Regions from separate parts of the Mus musculus genome. Here regions 1 and 2 are each linked to region 3. A link is a contact called in public HiChIP or PLAC-seq data. All regions are on one chromosome and are shown on one strand. Each heading gives the region's core, a stretch centred on a gene start, on an enhancer-like site or on the middle of the called end of the contact. The rest is flanking DNA. Distances are from core to core; before and after follow the strand shown. Region 1 overlaps Atp2c2 (ATPase, Ca++ transporting, type 2C, member 2). Region 2 overlaps Cotl1 (coactosin-like 1 (Dictyostelium)). Region 3 holds the start of Meak7 (MTOR associated protein, eak-7 homolog).

Evidence for each region. HiChIP or PLAC-seq counts read pairs in DNA pulled down with a chosen protein or histone mark.
Region 1: a contact with region 3 is called in an H3K4me3 HiChIP or PLAC-seq map of bone marrow-derived macrophages, with 2.5 times the contacts expected there. The contact joins the enhancer-like site here to the promoter of Meak7 in region 3. A contact is called at or near these places in 9 of 39 promoter capture datasets (the C10 cell line, the HPC-7 cell line, Sertoli cells and 6 more), 6 of 15 datasets of contacts at CTCF or cohesin (the NIH/3T3 cell line, hippocampal excitatory neurons, large pre-B cells and 2 more), 81 of 484 Hi-C or Micro-C datasets (the 63-12 cell line, the AML12 cell line, B cells and 58 more), 29 of 115 datasets of contacts at active chromatin or transcription factors (the 230-238 cell line, the SCID.adh cell line, T-cell acute lymphoblastic leukemia and 20 more) and 4 of 9 other capture datasets (adipose tissue, liver, macrophages and 1 more).
Region 2: a contact with region 3 is called in an H3K27ac HiChIP or PLAC-seq map of the HPC-7 cell line, with 6 times the contacts expected there. The contact joins the enhancer-like site here to the promoter of Meak7 in region 3. A contact is called at or near these places in 2 of 39 promoter capture datasets (embryonic stem cells and liver), 2 of 15 datasets of contacts at CTCF or cohesin (CD8 T cells and embryonic stem cells), 24 of 484 Hi-C or Micro-C datasets (CD4 T cells, CD8 T cells, the N1E-115 cell line and 16 more), 14 of 115 datasets of contacts at active chromatin or transcription factors (CD8 T cells, the HPC-7 cell line, the SCID.adh cell line and 9 more) and 3 of 9 other capture datasets (adipose tissue, liver and pancreatic islet).

What each region holds. Positions count from the first base shown.
Region 1 is chr8:119,717,923-119,721,366 of GRCm38.p6, forward strand. Atp2c2 (ATPase, Ca++ transporting, type 2C, member 2) reads left to right here. Exons shown (of 27, transcript NM_026922.1): 2 at 1,270-1,380; 3 at 3,252-3,368. Among named protein-coding and RNA genes, the nearest start is that of Atp2c2, 20 kb to the left of the region's middle. Within about 2 kb of position 1,264, at least 22 of the 459 cell types and tissues checked have an H3K27ac peak or open chromatin away from gene starts, as enhancers often do. A contact at or near this core is called in bone marrow-derived macrophages, cerebral cortex, erythroblasts and 2 more, where this site is marked.
Region 2 is chr8:119,811,232-119,814,570 of GRCm38.p6, forward strand. The region is part of intron 3 of Cotl1 (coactosin-like 1 (Dictyostelium)); the gene reads right to left. Among named protein-coding and RNA genes, the nearest start is that of Cotl1, 28 kb to the right of the region's middle. Within about 2 kb of position 1,885, at least 163 of the 459 cell types and tissues checked have an H3K27ac peak or open chromatin away from gene starts, as enhancers often do. A contact at or near this core is called in CD8 T cells, the HPC-7 cell line, the SCID.adh cell line and 16 more, where this site is marked.
Region 3 is chr8:119,776,545-119,780,345 of GRCm38.p6, forward strand. It overlaps Meak7 (MTOR associated protein, eak-7 homolog), which reads right to left and starts at 1,872. Exons shown (of 8, transcript NM_028883.2): 1 at 1,816-1,872.

The sequences.
Region 1 (3,444 bases), core at 14-2,513, 59 kb before region 3:
CTGGGCACAGATCTCAGCCCTGGAGAACCTAACAGGTGGCCTCTACCCGTTTCCTGGAATTATTTAGAAAAGCTTGTAGAACTAGGGTGTGATACCACATATTGCCACAGGGGGCACTCTCTACAGTTTATGCTTAACCTGGATTCCCACCGTGAGGTCATGTCAAATGTCACCCTAACCCTGCTAAAGAGGTTGTTTCATGCAGCTGGTCAGATCATTGAGACGGCAAAGTGCTCTGATGCACAGACATGAGGATCTGAGCATGGTCCCCAGGCCCACACAGACATGAGTATGGTAGTACACATGTGGAATACATCTGTAACCTAACCCGGGCACCAGTGTGCAGAGCCAGGTGGAGTCTCAGGGTTCAGGGGCCAGCTAGTTTTGCCAACAGGTGAATCCTTGGTTCAGTGAGAGACCCTGTCTCTTAAAAAAAACCTGAACACAATGATGAAAATCCCACATGTTAACTACATATATGCACATACTATACACATACATGTTGACCATATGTATGTGCACAGAACACATACATAACACCACCCACATACCATACACACCCTAAAATATAACAACCCGCCATACATATACCATACACACATACAACAACATACATAGTCATACAATGCTACCACATACATACCATACACACACTAGAATATAATAATGAAAACATACCATACACACACCATACACACAAACAACAACACGCGTACTCATACACCACCACCACACACATACCATACACACACTAGAATATAATAACATACCATCCGCATACTGCGCATACATACAACACCACACGTACTCATACAACACTATCACACACATACCATACACACAGAAACATGATAATAACAACAGACAAAGGTTATTTCCAGACAGACGTGCCAGTAATAGCCAATGACTATAAAGAAACCCCGCCTGCCCCTAGCAGAATGGCTGGGAGCTGAATCTATCCGTGCTGAGGAGATCTGAGCACCTGTAGAAAGAGCAGTCATCCTGCACACTGTCACCAATGTGGAGAGAAAGCACGGGCAGAAGATGCTGGGCACACGGCTGTCTCTGTAGAGCTCACGTTGGAAAAACTACTTTGGGTGGTTGGAGAGGGAGATTGGGGACTGAAGCTGCCTGTCTCCTGATGTAGAAGCAGACGTGGGTTGGCGGCTGTATTGGATGAATACTCACTTTGCATATGTGTGCCCTGCTTTACCAGAGCCCTCCTAGCAAGATGTCCTGTGCTCACCCGCCACGCTGTTCTCTCCACAGATTGATGAACAGTGCGAGCTGAAAGCTATCGAGAGAGAAAAGACCGTCGCTGCTCTGCCGCCCGGGGAAGCTTGCAAATGCAGCAGAGAGGAGCTGGCCAGAGCCTTCCATGTAAGAATTTCGTAACTGTATCTATTCCTTTTATCATTGTCCTTACCAAAACACCTTCCAAGAGCAGCTTACAGGAGGGGCTATGCTGACTCACAGTTCCAGATAAAGTATAGACACAGAGACAGAGCGTGAGGCATCTGGTCACACTGCATCTGCAGCCAGGAGTCCTTCCACCCACTGCTCCTTTGGCAATGACACAGAGACCAACGCTGTTAGGAAACTGCTCAGCCTTGCTTCCTCCAGCCTCTTGTCATCGGGGCTCAAGCTCTCCGCCACACCTGCCTCTCACTCTTTATCTTTTTTGGCTCGGAGATGCCAACTACAGACATCAAATTCTCACGAGTGTCTGAGGGATGCAGAATTTGTGAGCAGTGTAGGAGAGGTACCAACTCTGGCCTAGGAGTCCAACCTCTGGGACATCCGGATGGAGCCAACATCATATCTTTAGCTTATGTTACTTGGAACACCAGGCAGACTGGTGACACTCGTGTGTGCACACATGTGCACGCATGTTTGTGTGTATACGTGTGTGTGTGTTGGTATGTTGTGTGCATGCACATATGTATGAACTGCATGTGTGTACAGAAGTGTATGTGCATGCATATATGTATTACATGGGCAGATATGATCCTATGCATGGGTATTGGGATGTATGTAAGTGTACATGTATGGGGATTTGTACATACATGCATAGGTGCCCAGTGTCTGCTTCCCTTTTGGGGTAGACAGGCCATGGCACACCAAGCTGGACTGGAGGGAGGGAAGCCTAGCCAGGTGTGGGTGAGCGCAGGGCAGGATTACAGTAAGCAGTGTGTGGGGGGAGGGGTAATGAACAACACCTGGGAACAGCTTCGGAGAACTGGCTCCACTTATTGAGGGATATGGTATTATTTATGCCCGTGAAGAGGTGGTCGGGGTCTCTGGGGCCAGGTCTGTGTGGCTGTGTACCGCTGGCAGGGGTGTTTGAAGATGCTTCATCTACATTCTCAGGGGCTTGTAGGTGGTGGGGAGGGGAACCTTTTAAGGTTAAACAAGGTAGTGAAGCCAGGTAACTGGCAGGGTAATAAATTCTTACAAGAGTTGATGGTCAGGGAGCCGGGTTTATGGTGTCAGGTTGGGAGGAGGCAGATGGCCAACTCCTGGCAGCCTCATGTTTGAGATATCCATTGTTGAAGTTCTCTCGACCCTTCCTCTGTAACCCTAGGCCATTAGGGTCTCACAGCCCCTCCTGTTTGTTTTATAAAGGAGCAGTATCGTCATAGTCAACGCCTGTGTTAGGAATGGTTTGATACTGAACCAGAGCCTGACTGGCAGTGACATTTCATACTGGCCTGTAGCCTGTATGAAATGAAAGTTTGTGTCAACAGTGATGAAGATGTATTTTTTGGCAGCCCAATTGGGGAACGTGGGTGACATCCATTTGCCAGAGGGCATCGGATTTGGTGGGTCTGTAACGCAGGGGGAGTGATATGATATGCAGAAGAGGGATATGCTTTTAGCATCCTTTGAAGCTGAGCAAGAGGAAGGTGGGGGAAATGGGTGTGAAGCCCTTGTGTGTGTGTGTGTGTGTGTGTGTGTGTGTGTGTGTGTGTGTGAATAGAATCAGCCTGATTGTTTAGGAGAGACCTGGTCAATGAGGACATTTCCCTTAGAGTTGAGACCTGGCAGAGAGCCATGAGATCTTATGTGCTGGATGTGCAGGGGAGATGCCCTTCCTTCAAGTGTCTTCTCCTGCAGGGACAAGCCCATTTTCCTACTCCCCCTCCCAGCCCCCCAGAAGATGCCGGCTCTCACCAGGCACCTGTGACTTCGCTCTTTGGTCCTCTCTGGGTCTGACTGTGTGTTCACCCTACATTCCTATCTCCTTTTAGGTGGACCTGGACAGCGGCCTGTCAGAATTTGCAGTGGCCCAGCGCAGGCTGGTCCATGGGTGGAACGAGTTTGTCACAGATAACGCTGAGCCCGTGTGGAAGAAATACCTGGATCAGGTAGGGGCAGGACATCCTTCTCTGTGGTCACTAGGGGCCCTGGCCAGGAAGGGCGGGTCAAGTATTCATTCTTTAA
Region 2 (3,339 bases), core at 635-3,134, 35 kb after region 3:
TAAAAACCAAGAAAATCTCAAGGGAAGACAAAGAAAGCTGCAGGATGCACACGAGTCCAAAGGTTGGGAAATTATCCACATAAAAGAGCCGAGGGTGGCATACCTACCTGTAAAGCCAGTACTAGGGAGATGGAGGCAGGAGGCGTGGGAGTTCATAGCCAGCCTCAGATAATAGAAATTTAAGGCCAACAAAAGCCTGTACGGTAAGAGGTACACACACGCGCACACACACACACACACACACACCCCACAGGCATGCTCCTCAACACTGCACATCGTACTCCCACACCTGCATCAGTACTAGGAGAAGGAGCTCAGGCCCTAGTCTTAGGCAAGCAAGCACTCTACCACTGAGCAACATCCCCAGGCCTATGACACCATAATCGCTACACACACACACACACACACACACACACACACACACACACACACACTGTGCTGTGGTACTGAGACCAAGCTACAGTGTCAAAATATGGAAAACTGCAACTATGACCCTAGGGCTGGACACTGAAAGCTCTGCCTGAGAGAAATGAAATCACCCGGGCACAGACACACATGCCCAGACTTCACAGCTACGTGATTCACCCCAAACAGCCAAGCACCCCAGGTAGCTAGCCATCAGATGAGAAGAGAGGGTAAGGCAGACCCTCAATGCATGGACGTTCCAAATGGTGACGCATTAATTAGTCATCGATGAAATTCTAATGCCCGGTGCAACATGGGCGAACAAATCCCTGAACATGGGCAAAAACAGACAGACATGAAGAGCCACCCACTGTCTGGTTCCTCTGACAGGAAATGTCCAAAAAAGGCAAATCCACAGAGAAAGCAGACCAGAGGTGACCAGGGGTGGGAGACAAAACAGGAAACGGCAGATGTCATCTAAGACGCATTGTGGTAAAACTGCACAGTTCGTGGAGGTGACTGCAAGCCAGCAGGGGTCAGAAGAGCAGCTCACTCTGCCCCACACCAGCCCAATGGCAGCTTTTCAGATTCCAAAAGACACCAGGAACTGGTGGCATATGCCTTTAGTCCCAGCACTCAGGAGGCAAAGACAGGTGGCTCTCTGGGATTCGAGGCCAGCCTGGTCTACAGAGCGAGTTCCAGGACAGCCAGGGCTACACAAGAAACCCTGTCTCGAAAAACCAAAAGATAAAAATTCTCAAAGACAATCAAGATTATTTTTCTTTTACAAACAAGACAGAGTCTGAAGACCACAATGCCTGCCCAAGGTCACAGACCTGGGACTACAGCCTCAGAGCAGGAGTGTGGCTCAGTTCAGTGCTTACCTTAGCAGGCAGGAGGGCGCGGGTTCAAGCCCCAGCACTGTCCTCACCCCCAACTACTATATGTAGATATCAAGAAAGGGAGCAAAATGCTTTGGAACTAGGGAGGGGTGGTTAAAGAGCTTACTTTTACATTAAATGGATTTTACATCAATAAAAACCAAAATCAGCAAAGTCGCCATAGCACCAGAAAGATCACGTTCTCGGCTTCCTAGATACCATGAGCAAGGCCACCAAGACATGGCAGGATATGGAGGAGGGGTTAATATTTGCCAAGAGAGGCAAGCCTCACACAATCTGACTGAATCCACCCTCAATACATTAGCCTTTTACCAGGTTACGATAAGGCCCTGGGGGCAGAGCTGAGACAGCCTTATGCAGCCCCAAATTCAAAGACCCTTCCCAGCAGCCCCAGGGCCAGCACTGCTAAGCTTATGCATGTGACCCAGACCATGGAAGGCAGTGGACCCCAGGTCTGGAAAGAGAATAGAGAGTTGTGTCTCAACTCCCAGGCCAGCGGCACGGGGGAGGGGCGCGGGTGCCCCAGCAAGGAAGTCAATGGGGCAAGAAGCCTAAGAGGAAGTTCAAAGTCCTCTGCTTGTTTGACAGCCTTATATGGCAATGTAAAGAAGAACCTGAAGTCTGGGTCAGGAACAAGAGTTTAGGAAGACAAGATAAGGACTAAGAAATCTAAAGGGAAGTTCTAAGGGCTGGGTGCAGCTATGGCTAAAACCACAAGAGCTGTCCCGTGGTCACACTACAACCAGGCAGTGTGGGATGCAAGCCCAGAGAGCAGGAGACTGACTGCCCACCAGTCTGAAGCCAGTTTGTGTTACATAGCAAAACTCTGTCTCAACAAACAAACAGGGGCTGTGCACGTGGCTCAGCTGGCGGAGGGCATGCCTAGCGTGCACAGAGCCCTGGGTTCAAGCCCCAGCACTTCATAAACCTGGCGTGTTGGCGCAGGCCTGTAATCCCAGAGAGAAGAGGATCAGAAATTCGAGACTGGGTGGGGAGATGGCTCAGAAGGTAAAGGCACTCGTCTCGAAGCCTGATGATCTCAGATCCCCGCCCTGCCCCGCCCCCCCCCCCCCCCCATGAAAGGAGAGGCCAGCCCCTGCACGCTGTCCAGACTCCACATGCTGCTGTGGTGTGCACAAATCCCCACACAAAGTTAGTACATGTGACTCCGTCTCAAAAAGGAGATCAGACTAGTGAATGGTACAGAGCAAGAAATGTAAATAGGCAAAATCGTCTATACTCTACCAGAGATACACCACGTACGTGCACACATATTCACTGTCCCAAACTTAAAAAAAAAAAAAAAACACCTCGAACCTTGAGGCACATTTAAAACCAAATCGCCATGAAGCGAATGCTTCCAAGTCTCCAAAGTTGACAGAACAGCCACGTGGGGTCAGCCACACGGGACATTCTCTCCTCTCTGCTGCCACAGAAGACAACTTTGTCTGCAGATTCGTTTTTTATAGTTGCTGCCTGCAGAGGCCAGAGACGGATCCTCTGGGACTATTACTGTGGGAGAGCAGTGTGGGGGTGCCGATCACACGTTCCAGCCTCCCCATCCCCACCCCCCAGGTCACGACCTTCCACTCCTGCTGTTCTGGGGAACCTCAAAGTTAGAAGGCAGAATCAAGAGTCCCTCATCTTGGGTTGAATGGTTTTCCCTCCAAGTGACCAAGGCAGGCAGCTAGCATTTCTGAGGCCACTGGAGCCCAAGCCATACTGTGGTTCCGAGACAGAGCCTGGGTCTTCGCTACGGGCTGATGTCTCTCATCAACAATCAGTCAGACTGCGGCCTTGCTCGCCACGAGCCTGGCTCGGGGCTGATGAACCTGGCTCTGTTCTCCTCACCCCACAAGAGACCACACTGCCCAGCTGAAGTCAGGGGTGTGTGCAGACTCACATCCCCCCCAGCAGGAATATGGTAAAGCCTAGGAAATCATTCCTACCCCTTGGACCACGGTGAGGACTTCATGTGGTTGGACCAATGGCAGTCACTCCCAGTCTTTAGCTAACACCTATCCCCACACCC
Region 3 (3,801 bases), core at 622-3,121:
TCCCTCTGAAATAGCTTCTGTTAGGTGTTTGGTCACAGTGACAGAAAAGGTAGATGCCATCCTCTCCTTCCATTTTGTGGGTTTCCTAGTGCTAATTCACGACCAGGTCCTAAGTAGCCCCCAAGGGCTTAAATCCACCCTGACCCCACGAGATCCCCATGGTCAGCACTACCTGCCCCACTATGCACGAACCACCCCTGCACAGTGATGCCAGCTGCATACCCCACGGCCTGCTAGTACTAAGCCACAGCAGTGGAGGGGGCAGAGATTGATTGAGAAAGTAAATGCTAAACACCAAGCCTTGAATGGTAAACAAGCCAGGGGCAGTACAGGACAGGACCAGATGCCAGGACAGAGCCAGAGCTTGGCTGCTCTGTGAGGAAGGCAGGGGGAGGGGAAGGGCAGGTTTGGAGCCCACAGCTCAGGGAGGACTGGGGAGAGACCTTGAGAATATGGCTCTTCACCCTGTACCAGCCCAGCCGCTACAGCTGGAAGGCCGCCTGTCTCCACACAGCTGCAGCAAGAATGATTCTCGGGGGGGCCCATGCTCTCCCTTTAGGCTGCAAGCTCTGTCATGGGGCCAGCAATCTGTCAGCTTCCCGGAGAAAGGTCTTGCATGTGTCAGGGGCAGGTTCTGTCCTCCATGGGGACACCTTGGTCCATGGGGTAGCTTTCCCCTGGCAACTATGTCCACCTTTCTTAGGTGAAGACATCTTTCAGTGACTGTAAGGTCACTTGTAGCAGTGAGTATCAGCCTTGTGACCCAAAAGAGACACTTGCCAAGGATCAAAGCCATTTTTCTTATCAGAAAGCGGGGGTGGGGGGGTGGGGGGGATGTGGAGAGACCCTTTAAAGGTCACCCACAGCCCTGACCATTCTCCACACAGGGCCTATGAGCTCTACAGTCTCAATCCATACACAGGTGGCCATTCCAGACAGTTTTTGTATAACAATGGGCTTTCCCACCTGGGCACAATCAAGGGGAAGCCTTTGCCCGACCAGATCCAAGTCTCCTGAACCCACCAGTGAGCTTCCTTGAACATTCCAGTCTCCGCAACAGTCTATCCTCAACACTCTACTGCCCCTAATAGCTAAACACGTCCTTCCTCCTCCCCCCAACCAGGTGATCCATTTCGGGAGGGGGCCCTCTCCCCAACAGTGAAGTCCCATCACCAAGTCACTAACCCATGGTCTTAAAAGGAGTTTAGCTTGCCGTGCTTTAATAAGCTTGGGTGAATCGTTTAACATCGCCACCTGGTTCTGCTTTCCAGAAACCAAAGACAAACACAGATGGACCCTGGAGAATAAAAAGGGCTCCTTGTGTCACGAAGAATGTGGCGAGCCAGCTCTTTGCAGCCCCAAGCTCCTGGTGGCAGGCTGGAGTGTGCCTCGGACAATTTCCCATGGGGCCTCCAAGAGATCGTGACACACTGTCTGGTTCCTGGGGTCAACACCCCATCAGAACAGCCACACCAAGCCCATGTCCAAGTCCTGGAGCCTACTGGGTCTGCAGCTGGCAGCCCTCCATCTGTCCCAGCCCCCCTCAGGAGTGCAGGCCAGGGCACCTTCCTCGCCTCCCCCTAAATTGGTTTTGAGCTTGCCTCTGAAGGAACTCTATTGGGTTCGTCTCGGAAAACAAGGCAGGCCCACGGATCCCTTCAGAGCCCAGCTTCACCCCATCCCAGGCACTCTCTGCTTCTCTGACAGTAGCCTGAGACAGTAGCTTCCTTGGGGGCTGCTCAGGCCACCCCGAAGGTCTTCCTTCCTTCCTTGAGCTATGCCCAGCCTCGCCCGGGCTCCCTCCCTCCGGCTCACCAGCCTTGGTCTACAGGGACCGAGCTCCTTCCGGTACGTCCTGGGCAGCAAGGTTGCCCGGGTCGCCCAGCCCTTTCCCTAGCAACGGCGCTGACGGACGGTCATGAGCACCAATTGGAAAAGGGCTACTGAGAGGTGGAGCCCGAGTCAGATCTTAACCAATGGGATTGTAGTTCACGGGGAGTGGGCGGAGCCTGGGATCGAAGAACTGAGCCTGTAACAGCGGAACACTTGGGGATGGTTGACAGTTGCTCAGGTTCTGCAAAGGCTGAAGGAGAACTTGGGCTTTAGGAGGTGCTAGGAAGCTGCTGAAGGGCTGGAAGCGGATCAGGGGGTTTAAATGCAGGGAGCGGATAGAAGGGAGCAATGTGGGAGGCTGGGAACAGGGGCACTGTGAACAGAAGGCCTGAGCTGGGACTCGCCCCCCAGAACTAGGGTGGAAAATCTGACCTCCTTACCTCCTGAAGTCCATTGCGTTAGCCAATAGAGCACTTGACACACAGAAGCAGATGCCGGCCGGTCTTGTCCCCAGGAGTGGGATAGCTTGCTATCAGCCCTACCGGGCCTTTTCTGGTGTCGGAGACAGACACAACAGAGGTAGGTCCCAGAATTCTCAGCAGAGACGAACCCACTGTCGCTGCCTGCAAACCCCACCGTCCGAGTGGCACAGAGGAACTCCTCCCAACCCCCCAAAGTAACAGAAGCTGCTGTCTGAAATTGTAGCTGGAAAAATGACACCAGAGGCCGGAGAGGTGGCAGAGTCCTTAAGAACACTTGCTGCTCTAACAGAGGACACAGGTGAACCCACACTTCAGCTCAGGCCTGCTTGTAACTCCAGTTCCAGGGGATCCGACGCCCTCTTCTGGCCTCCAGAGACATTGCACACACGGTGCACATAAAGCAAAACACCACACATTATTATTAGTATTATTAGTATTATTATTTAATTATTGTGACACCAGCCCGGCTGAGTGTAGTGGCATACACCTGTAATCTCAGCACTTCAAGAGGCTTAGACAGGGGCATTGCTGCAAGTTTGTGGCCAGCCTGGTCTACACAGTGAGTTCCAGGCCAGCCTGGGATACAGAGAGTGGAAGTTTTGAAAAGGCGAGTAGAAGAGAGACAGCAAAAGAAAACGGGCAGCTAGCTCCCCCTAGTGGATTGAAGTCACATGTCCACCAGAAGCCATCTGCCTTTCGCTCAGCCAAGCTCCACCTAGCGTTTGTTCCCAACATTCCACGGCCATCTTAACACCAAGACACCTTGAATTGACTTGATCCCCCACCACCACCCTCCTATGAGCCCCTAGGAAAACGACCAGTCAGTGGGCAGAGCCTCGAGCTGAAGTTGGGCTACAAGGGCCATCATGGAGGAGTGAGGCTGAGGCAGCCAGGACAGCCTTTGAGTCCTCCAGGGCATCATGGGTCACCAGTCTGTGACATATGAAAATGTGTCAGGCTCCTTTCCTCCCCTTAGTGCCTACTCCTTCATTCAGTTCCCACCTGGCATGTATAAACTAAGGGGAGAGGGTAGGACGGAGGTGTGGCTGTGGATATATGCTGCAGGTTGGGCGAGTGACATGGAGAGGAGCTGAGGTTCAGGGGCTTCTAGCAAGAAACCAGTTAGGTTATAAAGATCCAATTGGATGTCTAGGGTTGAGAGTTCATCCAAGCATGCTACTTTCCCTGTCACGGCTCAACCACCTTTCCAGGCCTTTCATAATGGGAAGCCAGGGCCCTATGCTGAGTTAGGGTTCAGAGCGGTTAAGTGATTTTCCCAGGAACACACAGCTGGGACAGAGGCAGTCCTGGTGCCAAACTGAGGGCTCTTTCCATTGTAACATGACATGGTGGGTTGGCAGTCATTTCCAGAGAAGGGAATGCTCTGTGGGTTTGGATTTTTGGAGCTCGTAGCTACTGTCACATCATATGCCACAGCATGTATGTCAGAGGACAGCTCGTGGGAGTTGAATCTCTCCTTCCACCT